Linked DNA regions of Mus musculus: all the other regions are linked to region 1. Evidence: chromatin contacts called from public HiChIP or PLAC-seq data. All regions are on one chromosome and are shown on one strand. The core of a region is the stretch at or near the end of the contact, and the rest is flanking DNA. Distances in the headings are between cores, read along the strand shown. Region 1 overlaps Kif1b (kinesin family member 1B). Region 2 overlaps Kif1b (kinesin family member 1B). Region 3 overlaps Kif1b (kinesin family member 1B).

Evidence for each region. HiChIP or PLAC-seq counts read pairs in DNA pulled down with a chosen protein or histone mark.
Region 2: a contact with region 1 is called in an H3K27ac HiChIP or PLAC-seq map of extraembryonic endoderm stem cells. The contact joins two enhancer-like sites. A contact is called at or near these places in 1 of 484 Hi-C or Micro-C datasets (nephron progenitors), 5 of 115 datasets of contacts at active chromatin or transcription factors (bone marrow-derived macrophages, embryonic stem cells, extraembryonic endoderm stem cells and 1 more) and 4 of 9 other capture datasets (adipose tissue, embryonic stem cells, liver and 1 more).
Region 3: an HNF4G HiChIP or PLAC-seq map of pancreatic cancer cells shows a contact between it and region 1. The contact joins two enhancer-like sites. A contact is called at or near these places in 4 of 484 Hi-C or Micro-C datasets (embryonic somatosensory cortex, embryonic stem cells and nephron progenitors), 4 of 115 datasets of contacts at active chromatin or transcription factors (double positive thymocytes, embryonic basal ganglia, embryonic stem cells and 1 more) and 3 of 9 other capture datasets (adipose tissue, liver and pancreatic islet).

What each region holds. Positions count from the first base shown.
Region 1 is chr4:149,279,716-149,284,086 of GRCm38.p6, forward strand. All of the region lies in intron 2 of Kif1b (kinesin family member 1B), which reads right to left. Among named protein-coding and RNA genes, the nearest start is that of Kif1b, 26 kb to the right of the region's middle. Within about 2 kb of position 2,541, at least 56 of the 459 cell types and tissues checked have an H3K27ac peak or open chromatin away from gene starts, as enhancers often do. A contact at or near this core is called in extraembryonic endoderm stem cells and pancreatic cancer cells, where this site is marked.
Region 2 is chr4:149,177,650-149,182,020 of GRCm38.p6, forward strand. Kif1b (kinesin family member 1B) reads right to left here. Exons shown (of 49, transcript NM_001290995.1): 47 at 4,160-4,352; 48 at 3,835-3,953; 49 at 1-3,161. The coding sequence ends at 3,119. Among named protein-coding and RNA genes, the nearest start is that of Pgd, 13 kb to the left of the region's middle. Within about 2 kb of position 2,227, at least 51 of the 459 cell types and tissues checked have an H3K27ac peak or open chromatin away from gene starts, as enhancers often do. A contact at or near this core is called in extraembryonic endoderm stem cells, where this site is marked.
Region 3 is chr4:149,215,082-149,219,452 of GRCm38.p6, forward strand. All of the region lies in intron 27 of Kif1b (kinesin family member 1B), which reads right to left. Among named protein-coding and RNA genes, the nearest start is that of Pgd, 51 kb to the left of the region's middle. Within about 2 kb of position 1,875, at least 37 of the 459 cell types and tissues checked have an H3K27ac peak or open chromatin away from gene starts, as enhancers often do. A contact at or near this core is called in pancreatic cancer cells, where this site is marked.

The DNA of each region.
Region 1 (4,371 bases), core at 1,291-3,790:
TCCTGCACACTTGCAGTCACCACCAAGTTAAGTCTTATTCGCAGGCTGCTCTCTAAGTCCTCCTTTAGACATCTGAACAGCAGCTACAACTCCCGAGGTCTCAATGTATCTTTCTTCCCGAATCAATGACCCTTCATCCAGAAATTCTTCACTTTGCCTTGTGTTCAAACTCCTAATTCTCATGCCACTGTCAACACTGTCTACCTTAAGAAGGCCAGAAAAGAGCAGGATGGTGTCATTATCTACACTATAGATGAACATCGTTAAAGCAGTCATCACACGTGTCTCAAAGGCCTGACTGTAGTTTAGTAATGAGCCAGAGTTAATCCTGCTCTCCTTGCAATCACTTCCAGTAAAGATTACCTTCAGAAGGGGCTGGAGAGATGGCTCAGCAGTTAGGTGCTTACCACTCTTGCAAAGGACCACAACCACCTCTAATTCCCATTCCCCAGAGTCTGACAACTGCTGGATTCTCTGGGCTCCTACACAAATAAACTTACACAGGTACACACACATACACATAAATTAAAAAAAAAAAAATATATATATATATATATATATTCTTTTAAAAGCTAAAACTTAGAGGACTGACAAGATGGCTCAGTAGGGAAAGATGCTTGCCATCAAGAGACAACCTGGGGTTGTGGGGGAAGGGTGCTGAAGAGATGGCTCAGTGGTTAAGAGCAATTCCAAAGGTCTTTAGTGCAATTCCCAGCAACCACAGGGTGGCTCACAACCATCTGTAATAGAATCTGATGCCCCCTTCTGGTGTGTCTGAATAAGTAAATCAAACAAAACAAACAAACAAAACCCCTTGGTTTGGTCCCTGTGTCCTCCACGATGGAAGAAGAGAGCTGACTCCCTTACTCCCTGACCTCCATGAAACACCATGGTGTGTGTGTGTGTGTGCAATGTTTACACTCACACAAAAACTAAGTAATGTAAAAGTCTTAGCCTTCCAAAGTCTGCTAAATACTTTACTCCTCCCCACAACTGTGGGGAGCATAAATATACAAAATGTTTTCATTACGGAACCCTAGAAAACAAGGCTGTTAAAAGAAGATTTGTATTTAAAGCCCTTTTTATTCTGCAGAATAAATTTGTTTATCTAATATCTCAAAGTCACTAATGCAGTAATTACACTGCTGTCGACAAACTACCAAGGCTCTGCCTGCAGCTATAATCAACATATCAGCGTGGGAGCTCTGCAACTTTATATTAACTTCTCTCAAAAGCAGGATGTCTGGGTTTGTTAAAATCCTCGTGACGGACTAGGCATGGTGGCTCGTGCCTGTAATCATCCCACTCACGAGGCTGAGGCAGGAGGATGATTATTTGTGGACTTCTAAGGCTGCACAGTATGACTCTGCCTCAAAAACACAAAGCAAAAAGCCCAGTGATACCAGAGTAGCCTTCATCTGCTGAAAGAATCCTACGTCAAAAATTAAGGGAAAAGGGCACAAAATAAAATATTATATCCACCATTTATATTTCAAAACCATGAAATCAAAACCTACAGCCATAACCTTTTAGAGTCTTCTGCCAATACAGTAAAAGGGCAGAAAACATAAAGTAGATTTGAATAAAATACTTATAACCAAAAAGTGCTTTAACCATTTAAATATAACAAACTACATCCCTAATGTGATTTAAAAAAAACAAACCCAAACAGGTGTGTGTGTGTGTGTGTGTGTGTGTGTGTGTATATGTATATATATATATATATGAATGAATGAGTGGTGGCAACATCTCAACCCCAGCATTCTAAAGGAAGAGTTCAAGGTGAGCTTTGTTTACCTAGTGAGTTCTAGAACAGCAGGACAGCCAGGGCTATATAAAAAGACTCTATCAAAGGGGGGATATGAAAAGAAAAGAAAACAAGCCACAACTCTCCAATGTCACCATATGGTCATTCTTTAAAACAACAAAACATGAGACTAGACAGGCATGGTGGTGCACACCTTTAATACCAGCCCTCGGGAGGCAGAAGCAGGCCGATTTCTGAATTCGAGGCCAGCCTGGTCTACAGAGTGAGTTCCAGGACAGCCAGGGCTACACAGAGAAACCCTGTCTTGAAAAACAAACAAACAAACACACAAACCAACCAACCCCATGCGACTAGAGAGACTGCTTTTCCAAAGGACTCTGGTTCATTGCAGTCGCCCACAGGGCAGCTCACAACCTCCTGTGAATCCAGTTCTGGGAGATCTGACCTCTCTTCTGGCCTCCACAGGCATCAGGAGACCAGACATGCAGGCAAACAAATAAAACAGGACAAAATTTAGAACACACTTGCTTTATACAATTTTTTTTTAATTCTAAAAGCTAGATATGGTGGCTCAGGGGATCAAGGTAGGAAGATAAAAAGGTGAAGCCAGACTCAACGACACAGTGAGATCTTACACTCCCCCACCAAAACAAACAGCTGATCTTCCTAAGCAAATATTGAACAATTTTAGGAGATAAAGCTGGGGCCAGGGAGATGGCTGAGAGGTGAAAGTGCTAGCCACATACAGAGTTACTCACCAGAATCAACATAAAAAGGTGTAGTGTGGGTCAGCAGACAGCTCAGCAGTAAGGAACACTTGCTGCTCAATTCTAAGGCCTAGAGTTCAGATCCCAGCACCCACGTCGGGCAGTTCAATAACACTTGTAACTCTTACCCCAGGGATCTGACACCCCGTGGCCTCAACAGGCACCACAAACATAAGCATGTGCACACACATAAACAAACCACAAAGGCCAAGGAGCCTGGCAAACAAGATGACAGCAGAGTCAAGAGAACAAAGCAGAAGGCGGAGAACCAACCCCAGAATCATTGCCTTACTGCATTCTCTGCTCTGCCAAAACAAAGGGCTTCTGAGAAACCCCCAACCTTTCCCGTCTCCTCCCTCCCTTATAAAGATGCCCCTCCCCGGTGCTTTCCAATGGGCATCATACTACTTCAATTACTTTTATCTCTAAAATAAACCAAAAACTCTAAAAGGTTCTGCTTGCTGAATATTTCCTGCTTATACCCACATCATACACATTACTGAACAATACATCTGTGAACAACAGTATTTAGCCTACTGTAACGCACAATCCTTGACAGAGCAACCACTGAAGGCCTGCCCTCCCTAACAAACAGAAGCAGCAGACCAGCTTGCTAGCTCACCCTCCATTTCAGATCTCACTGGGTTACCAAACGCAATCACAGCACCTTGCTACTGGCATGAATATTTAAAAATTAACTTTAAAATGGACAGCAGAAAACCAAGGTCAGGTTTCCTAGCAGATCTTATTGTTGGGAGGGCATAGGGACACACACTTTTAATCCCAGCACTCCGAAGGCAGAGGCAGGCAGGTTAAGTCTCAGCCCACCCTACTTTACATAGGTTTTCCAGGAGAGCCAAGGCAAAAAGAGATTTCCCATGGAGGCCAGAAGAGGGTGAGGGATCTCCCTAGATCCAGAGTATTGGATGGTTATGAGTCACCCACCGCAGTGAATGATAGGAAATGAACCCAGTCCTCTGCAAGAGCAACAAGTGCCCTTAACTGCTGAGCTACCTCTCCAGCCCCCAGCTGTCTCTTGCATAGCTGTTTTGGTATGAAAACAATGTAAGCAGTTTAAAAGCTTATATATAATAAAATCAGTTTTCGGGCCAGTAAGAAGCACAGGCATTTACCACCAAGCCTGATGACCCATTCTTGATTCCCAGAACGCACATGGAGAAAGAAGAGAATCAACTTCCAAAAGTTGTGCTCTGATCTCCACATGTGCACTGTGGCACAAATACTGCCCTCCCCAACACACACAATAAATAATTAATGCAATTTAAATTTTTTAATGCAGTTCTTAGGCCAGCAAGAAAGCTCAGCAGATATGAGCACCTCCTGTGTAAGCCTGACTACCTGAGCTGGATCTCCAGGACCATGAGCCACAAGAAGATAAAGCTGACACTCCATGGTCGTTCTCCACATGTGCACCATGGCACAGCAGACATGTGCCCCCAGCCACCACCACCACACACACACACACACACACACACACACACACACACACACACACACACAGTCTCTGTCTCTCTTTGTCTCTGTCTTTTTGTCCCTCTCGCGCGCGTGTGCGCACACACAGGGTAAAATATATTTGAATAAGTGGATGGATGAAAAGCAGTTCCAAATATACACAGAAAAAGTCTCATCTAACTTATACACAATTATTTCTGACTTTAAACTTAACATTCCTAGCTAGCACAATGGCTCGACCAGTAAGTAGGCTTCCTGCTGAGCCTTATGAGTTCAACCCCTGGAATCCACAAAGTAAAAAGAGAAATGACCCACAAGGTGTCTCTGACCGCCACACAAGTGCACAAACGCACAGACATACAC
Region 2 (4,371 bases), core at 977-3,476, 100 kb before region 1:
TTCCACATAGCTGAAGAGAAAAAAAAATAATGGTTTCTTAGCTGAAGAACCTTCAGCTCTCACCTCATCAAGTTTCTCATTTATGGACTGGAGATCAGGGCCTGCTCAGAAGCAGTCTGGCCTGTGCTCCCACCTCGCCTTGTGCAGGGACTGCCTGGTCCCTGACAGTCTGGGACTGAGAGCTGACTGACTCCCAGGGTCGTCTCCCAGAAGCAGGCGAGGCCTGAGCACTGGCGGGGGACAGTTATGAGGCTATATCTGCTTGGGAGGAAGGAGGATAAAGACATAAAGGAAGGGGGAGACTAATTCATTTTAACCAGCACTCACTTTTCTGTAATTTGTATGTTTTCCTTGTAGGTTTTTTGTTTGTTTGTTTGTTTGTTTGTTTAAAGGAGTGCTTTGAAAATTTAAAAAAAAATCTTAAAAATACTTATTTTAAAGATTAGTTCTCTTAACTTTCCTGCTACTATGGCAATCACAAAAATCTCATGAACAGGTCCTGCCATAAAACCCTTTCTCTTTCAGAGCTTCGGAGCAGGTGACCTTGTCTGGAAACAGAATATAAAGCCCCCAAATGCTCCGATTCTGACCTGATCCTGGGCTTTACAGTAGGAGGGGTCCCAGTGACAGCAGGGAGAGGCACAGGTGCCCAAGCTCCAACCTTACTTTCCCTGGCTTTCTAATGAGGTCTCCTTAAGGGGCCTCTGATGAAGGCGGGGTCCAGTTTGGCTCATGCTAACATTTGATATTTGCAAAGCAAAGACTTTCTAAACCAGTTTTGTTTGAGTTAAAAGAAAACAAGTTATCTCAGGGTTTAGTGTGCCGCACACTGCCACCCTCCCCCAGGCGTCACACCTCTCGGCACAGACATGGATCCTTCTGCCTACCTTCCTAACAGCAGCAACATCAGTGATTCAGTTTAAAAGCGACCTTTGATCTTCGTTTCCCTGAAATTAGATTTAGTTCCGGTCCAGGAAACTGTCTACAGGCATAGACAGAGTCTGCTGAATTTGAGTATACACCAGAAGGACATGCTGTGTCCATTAGACAACAGAGACTTCTAACTACATTAAAAATCTCATAGATATGTTTAGAAAACAAGTAACATTACAGTTAGTAACCTATACTTTAAGGAGAGAAAGAAAGTTTTAAAAATCCACCAGAGCTGAGCATCTTTTAGATAAGAACAGTCTGATTTCTGCCTTTTCCTTTCTTTTCTTTTGCTTTCTTTCCTTTCCTTTCCTTTTCTCCATGGTCCACTTTTCCTTTCTTTGCAAGGCAACTGTAACAAAGGAAGCTGGGAGTCCTGTTCTTCAGAGAGAAGCAAGGGGCTGCATGCTCGCCTCCCTAGTGGCTGCTCTGCAGTGGAGATGGGCTCTCCACCAGAAGGAAATCCATTCCTTCTCTACCCTCAGGTAGCCAGGAGCCTTCGCAGACTGGAGGTGAGCAGATGCCTTCCTGTGTGCGTGAGTGATGCTGAAACAGGCTGGCAAGGCCAGGAAACAGCAGTGTGAATGCTCCCCAAGTCACTGGCACAGCAACTCAAGTAGCCCCAGCGGGCATTCTGTGCCCCACTCAGTCCCCGACACTTACTGGCCGGTGGAGGAAGAGCGTTATTTTCTATAACCTCTTAAACCCGGAGGCCTGGTTTGTTAGAAGCCACAGAAACTGGTAGCAGGGAAATTCTTCCTAAGGGAGTATTTCCAAACCAGATGAGGACAGTGGGGGAAGGGGGCATGTCACAGAGGAGGCATTTCACAATCCAGTAGCAAACTGCTGGGAGACAATCTTTTTCGACTCTAAATGCCTTCTGATTTGTTTGGAGTGGTGGTAAGGACTGGTCAGTTCTGGCATCCAGAAAACAATGCCATGTTTGTTCATATGGAGACGAGAACTACTGGAAATGGCCACTGGATTTAGATGGAGACCTCAAGATTTATGCTGAAGCTACAAGTCTTTGATCAAAGGGAGCGACAACAATCACAAGCTGCACTCAGCACTCTCAAAGCAACAATGGTCCATATCACCAGAAAGTCAAACACTCCCCAGTCCCTCTTGTGGGAAATCTGTTCATGACATCACCTAATTCCAAACAGTGACACTGAGACTAGAGTTGGGAAACTCCTAGACAAACGCTCCTTCCCAGGGAGGAGACAAGCCTGCTGGACCCTGCTGTAAGGAGCTACAGTCACCCTTGTGACCCACTGCCCAATCTACTGCAGCAGCCCGAGTCTTAAAGGGCTAGCAGCAGCCTCTGTTGCAGGCCAATCACAAGGCCCCTCTGCATCTTCCACTCTATACATCCATGCTCCGAGCCCTGATTTAGACAGAGAATTTAAATCCCATTTCTGAGCTTCCCACAGTGCTTTCCCTGAATGGAAACACATGGATTAGCCACCAAAGAGAAAGAGAAAGAGAGACAGAGACAGACAGACACACACACACACACATACAGAGAAAGAGAGAGAGTCAGAGACAGACACAGAGAGAGACAGACAGACACCAGACACACACACAAATAGACAGAGACAGACACTGAGAGAAAAAGAGACAGAGAGAGAGAGAGAGAGAGAAGAGAGAGAGAGAGGAAGAGAGAGAGAGAGAGAGAAACAAGTTAACAAGTTTTCTTCTCCTGGCTGACAATACCAAATGTCTCCTCCCTTAGTCTCTAAACCACCCAGAAAAAAGAAGATTATCATAAACAAAGGGGAAAGAAAAAGAGAGACAGAGAAGTTACCCTGAAAACCAGAGCTACGGAGACAACAGTCGGACAGTGACCGTGAAGGGGACCTAACATCCAAAGGAAGCTGAAGCACACAGGAGAATCATTTGGAGATGTGCTGGGTCCCCTCGGGTGTGGGTGAGTGTGAGTGTGAGTGTGTATGGACGTGTAGTGGTTTTGTTCCCCTTGTTAGGCCACATGCTACAAGTCTTAGCACAAGAATAAGAAGAGTCAGAGCCATGGAGAGGGAACAGAGAGCTAGAGAAGTGCAGGGTGAGGAGGGAAAAGTCGTTAAGCCACAGGATTACATACAAGAATAACTGTCAAGAATCACAAAGAGAATGAGAGGTAACACTTTCTTTATCTGTCGAAGGTGAGCAAGGCTCAGGAGAACGCTCAGTACTTTGGCTGGCTCGGGCATCTGCGAGAGAGTTTTGACCTATGAGAAAAACAGGAGGCAGCGTTAGAAGAGTGGATGCTGGTCTCTCCCAGCCGATTCTGCAGGCCAGGCTTCTACGCTCCTAAACAAATGGCTGGACCAGCAGTTCTCAACTCGAGACCCCTTTGGGGGTTGAATACCCTTTTCACAGGGGTCGCAGAGCAGATAGCCTGCAGAGCACATATGGACATTATGACTCCTAACAGTAGCCCAGGGACAGCTATGAGGTCTTTCCTACGCTGGGGACTCTGTGAGATGCGCTCCTCTCACACAGCCTGAACTATGGGAGTCCATTAAAGCACTGTTTCTCCTTTACTCGGTGCTCTGGGCCTTCTGCAGACCTCCTGAAAACTGAAACCTAAAGGAGATGAAGGATAGGACCGGTGGTGTCCTTACGGCTGAGGACGCACGACACTGCACTGGAAGCAGGGCACTCGTCTCACCCTGTAACTCATCATCGTACCCTTGCCTTCCTTTCCATTTTCATCCCAGTTAGAACGACACATCTTTCCTACTCATGTAAATGTGAGAAAGAGCTTTCACGAGCCAGGCATGGTAGTGCACACCTGTAAACCCAGTCCTTGGGATGAGGTGGAGAACTTAGAATCTGGCTTGGGCTATACAGTGAGACTGTCTCAGCATGAGGAAATGAAGCAAAAGAACAGTATCTGACCTTATTGTGCCAGCCAGAAGTGGGTTAAAGGCATATAACCAGTCATTCATGTCTTTGTCATTGAGAGCTTGCAGAAGGACCCCACGGTGCTTTGTGCATACAGCAAAAGTATTAGGTGTCTGGGAAGAGACATTAGGTAGAAGAAAGTTATTGGAGAGAATGAACAGTTAGGAACATCTTGCCAAATTCACAGGGTGCACAGCACTTCACACCGAAAGTTCATGCAACCCAGATATAAACTAGGATCCATGCCACAGACTAGAACGCCAGACTCAAAAGGGAAGAACACAGGGAGCATCAGACAGCCAAGTCAGGAGAGACTGACCTTCACCATGGCCTGCTGGTCCTCGCTGTACTCCACCTGTGCTGTAGACAGGTTAATGATGCCACGCTCTACTGGGTCTTTGTCACTGTTATAGATGAAGACGTAAGGGCGACGAACCACAACGAAATGTTTAGCCCAGTTACTGGAAAGTGGCTCTTTGAAATGCAGGTATCCTTTCTTAGATACCACTGATCTGAAAGGACATTGTAAAA
Region 3 (4,371 bases), core at 625-3,124, 65 kb before region 1:
TTCTGCCTCCCCAAACTCAACTGGCTTCTGGGCCTTTTAAGGTCACCTCTGAATTCTGATCTCTTGAATTGCTTCCAGGTGTGTTTTCAATACATAATCAATACAAAAGCTAGTGCAAAAAGCATGGCAGAGCAGCTGACAAAGACCAAATCACTCTACAAAAAGCTGCCCCACTGGAAGAAGAGTGACGAGTAAAGTGAAGGCTCGCGTGCTGTGGGCACCGCCCAGGACAGGGGAGCCCACTGAAGAGCTTACTCTTCAGAAGTGAAGATGCGCCAAGAGATCTGGCGCACACACAACAGAAACCAGGAGGTGAGGGCAGGGAAGTGTGAGTGAAGTGGTTACTAGCACTAAAATGGACTTTACATCCCAGCACTATGAGTCTTGTTTGACTTAAAGGACTATTAAAGGTGAGAACCAGCCACGAAGGCAGAAAGCCTGTGTGGCCAGATGTGTCTGTGAAGTGAGTTTGCTGGAGACTGAACGGGAATTAAGATAAATCCTAAGATGACTCAGCTGGCCCTGTAGAGTTGGCCTTTGATCCTCAAACCAAAATCATAAACAAAAGGGAATTGACAGGTCTCTCCTGCCTCCTTTTATTTCCTTCTCTGGGGCCCTAGGGGGAGAGACTTGGAGTCTCACACTTAGCTATATAAGTCCTCAACACTCAGCTACAAACCCAGCCCTTCTAATGAGACAGGGTCTCACTAAATTACTCAGGCTGGCTTTGAGTTCACTCCGTGGCTTAGGCAAGCTTTAAATTCTCAATCCTTCTGTCTTAGCTTTCCTACTAACTGAGATTACAGGCCTGAGATACCAGACCTGGCTGACACTTGATATATTTCTAACAAACTAGACAAGTCCTACCATGTTTGTGCTTTTAAAAGGTTCATTAATTTGTAGAAATTCTTTTTTTTTTAATTTAATATGCTCTTACTCAACTGTATATACATGTGTGCGTGCATGTGTCTGCTTCTGTGTGTGTGTGTGTGTGTGTGTGCCCGCGCATATGCACGCGCGTGTGTTTTGCAGGTGAGGGGATAATGTGCACACAGAGCGTGGAGGATGGAAAACAGCCGTGGAAAGGTCTGTACTTTCTTTCTACCATGTGAGTCACATGCACCAAAGCCAGGTGGTTGACATGGTAGGAAATGACGTCAAAACTGAGCTCTCTCATCTGCCTTATTCATGTGTTTTAAAGCAGTTAGAACTAAGTAGTCACAGATCTTAAGTGCTCTTGTTTCAATGGTAGAAAAGTGGAATTTAATTCCTACTGTTCCCCTGGTTTCTCACTTGGTATATGCTGATTTTTGTACATTAAAAAAAAAAAAAGACAAAGAGAAAATACCACACCAGGAAATTTAACATATCTAACCCAGACACACAGCTGTTTGCTGCATTCCTGTCCTAACATGTATTTATGTTACAAGGAGAGAAGAATGAAGGAGTAAAAGCCTGGGATTTCAACTCAAAACAACAAAAGCAATTACAAAATGGGTAAAACGCATCACAGTAATAACATTTAGGAACACAAATGAAGTATGAATGATAAGCGAACAAAAATAGCTGCAAATGAACAGGAAATAGTATCATGGTGTGCAATTCCCTTTCAGTCTGCTCCAAAGCAAGGGAGGGAATGGTAACACAGAGGGTTAAACTTCGGTTCAACAGAAACTTATGCATGAACATGTAATCTAGAGAGGATTACAAGCAGGGTCAAACACCACTACTGTGACTGAGTTTAAAAAACTAAGAATTAGGCATATGGAACCAAATGGCTGATTTCACTTCCAAAGTCAACACACACAGAGGGCACTCCCCTGCCTCAGGGGCATCCAGTCAGAGCCACCCTTTCAGTGACTGGACCAGTAAGAGCCCTGTAGTCCTCTCAGCACTGATGCTCTCTCTGCCCGGGCTCTGATCTCACTGGAGATCCTCCCAACACTGTGGCTCACACAGCTCTGTTTCCACAGTGGTGCAGTGTGCACTTGTGTGATTATTTCTTGGTATCTTCATCACTCGCCAGACTAAGACTGGGAGGACGTGAACCATCTCTGGTTTTGCTTACCCATCTGCAGAGGGCGTGGCTTACAGTAAATACACTCAATAAATGTTTGGTAAGTGAATATGTATGCAATTAGAAACCAGGAATGTGACCTGTTACTTGTCCTTTATCTTTACACAGAAGTGGAAGGCTTTTCAGAAAAATAGGTCCTGCAAGGGACGGAAAGCAAGCCATCTAACTTTACACTAGGATGATTTTTCAAGAGTAAAGTTATGATGGAAATTAACTACACCGAGCACTTAGCATTTCTGCCATTCCTTAATTTTACTATGTTAAGTATAATTATCAGGGAAAATAAAAGCACTGTTATGCCTATGTTTTGCAGGACCTTGACAGGTCAGGCAGTGCCATCAGCCCAAGGATTATGAGTTTTTAAGAACACACATCCACAGGCATATCATCATATCATCATACAAATAATGCTGGACCGCACACTAAAGGGGAGGAAGCCTGCTACCCATGGCAAAGGCTTCCCATACCCAGCAGCACTGAAGGCATTACTGGACACTTCCAACTTTAGGGACGAGTCTATGGCAAGGCAGAGGCACCCGGCCTGTGATGCATGGACGCACTCACTAGACAGTTCTTTGTCGTGTTAACAGAATACAGCCTTTAGCCCAACGCTGTATCTAGCATCTCCTGTGCAGCTTTTACACGAGAGCATCATGATTAACTCTGTAGGGAACATCCTTATACTTTGACCTAGCAGACTGAAGGAGAACCGGGATGAGAGGAGGGAAGATGGAAAAGATACATTAGCAGAAAATGATGTGAAGTTACATCAGTAAGAAAAACTAATTTGTCAACATAAAGAAAGTCAGCATGATTATAGTGACACTCGAGGAAAAGAGGTCAATGTAGGTACTGAGGACGGTCACAGACTAACCATTCTCTGCCCCCTCTGGCCCAGAGACTAACACACATTTTACATTTCATCCCAAGTTATGATGATGGATCATAACATCCCAGCATGCCATAGAGAGTGGCTAAAGGGACAAGCTCTTTTACTCTCGATACAAAGATTCACCAGAGGCAGCCGTGGCCAAGAAGCAAACCTATAAATGGAATTCAAAGGAAACATGCAAATTTTTATAAGTGAATCATAGTTGTATGCCAATATGGATCGCTGATAGCGGGAATTACAGGGCCAGGGGTTACCCCGCTAACACAGCGGGAATTACAGGAACAGGAGGTACCCCGCTAACACAGCACCGCCCATCACAGCCATCACCACTGCACCGCTGAATGCTGCTGCTCTTCTGGAGAAATATGGCTGAGGGCAAAAACGGAGAACTCTTCTTCCCTTTACTCACTGCTGTTACCTCACCTTCTCCCAGTATCTTGTGTGGTGATAGGAAATCAGCACTGACTTCTCTCCAGCCACATCACCAAACCTCAAGCCCCTTTTTGAAAGACAGTGTTAGTTCTAGAACCCAGAAATCCAAACAGAAAAGTCAACTCCTGAGGCCATAGCTCCGCAAAAGTCCACACGTCCTTCAACCTAGTGAGTGGCCCCATTGGGGAGGAGTCTGCCTCAGCGCTTTCACAAAGCTGACCTAAGATGCAAATGCTCCCAAGACGGAGTCTTTTTTTTTTTTCTCACTATGTAGCTCTGGCTCTTCTGGAACTCACTATGTAGACCAGGAGTTTGAATAGGAATCTGCCCGCCTCTGTCATGTGCCACTATGCCTGGTCCTAAGCAGAAGTATTAATGGCTACATTCATTTTGCTAGTATGGGTAACAGAATATAAATGATGAAGGGAAAAAGGATTTCTTAAGACCCTTCTTCCCTCCCCCAACTCATTTGAGTTGCTTGTCCTGAGTTAGCAACAGAGATGTCAGGACCCACTGTGTCAAGATTCTCCTGACCAGGCCACATAAGATGACATCATCTACTCCTCACACTGTGGTGCTGTAGAAGACGGCAGACAGACATGACTAACTGCCACCTTAGAATAGAATGGAAAGCCGGGCAGTGGCGGCACATGCCTTTAATCCCAGCACTTGGGAGGCAGAGGCAGGCAGATTTCTGAGTTCAAGGCCAGCATGGTCTACAGAGTAAGTTCCAGGACAGCCAAGGCTACAAAGAGAAACCATGTCTTGAAAAACCAAAAAAAAAAAAAAAAAAAAAAAGAATAGAATAGAATGGAAATACATTGAGGGACACAGAAATCTAGAAAATGAAGCACCATTTGTACATACTTTTCTTAATTTTAATATAAATAAATTGACTTCTCTAAATCCTAATACTGGCAATCCCACAAGCAAACAACACTTGTGCTCATGTAATCTCAGCACATTTGCT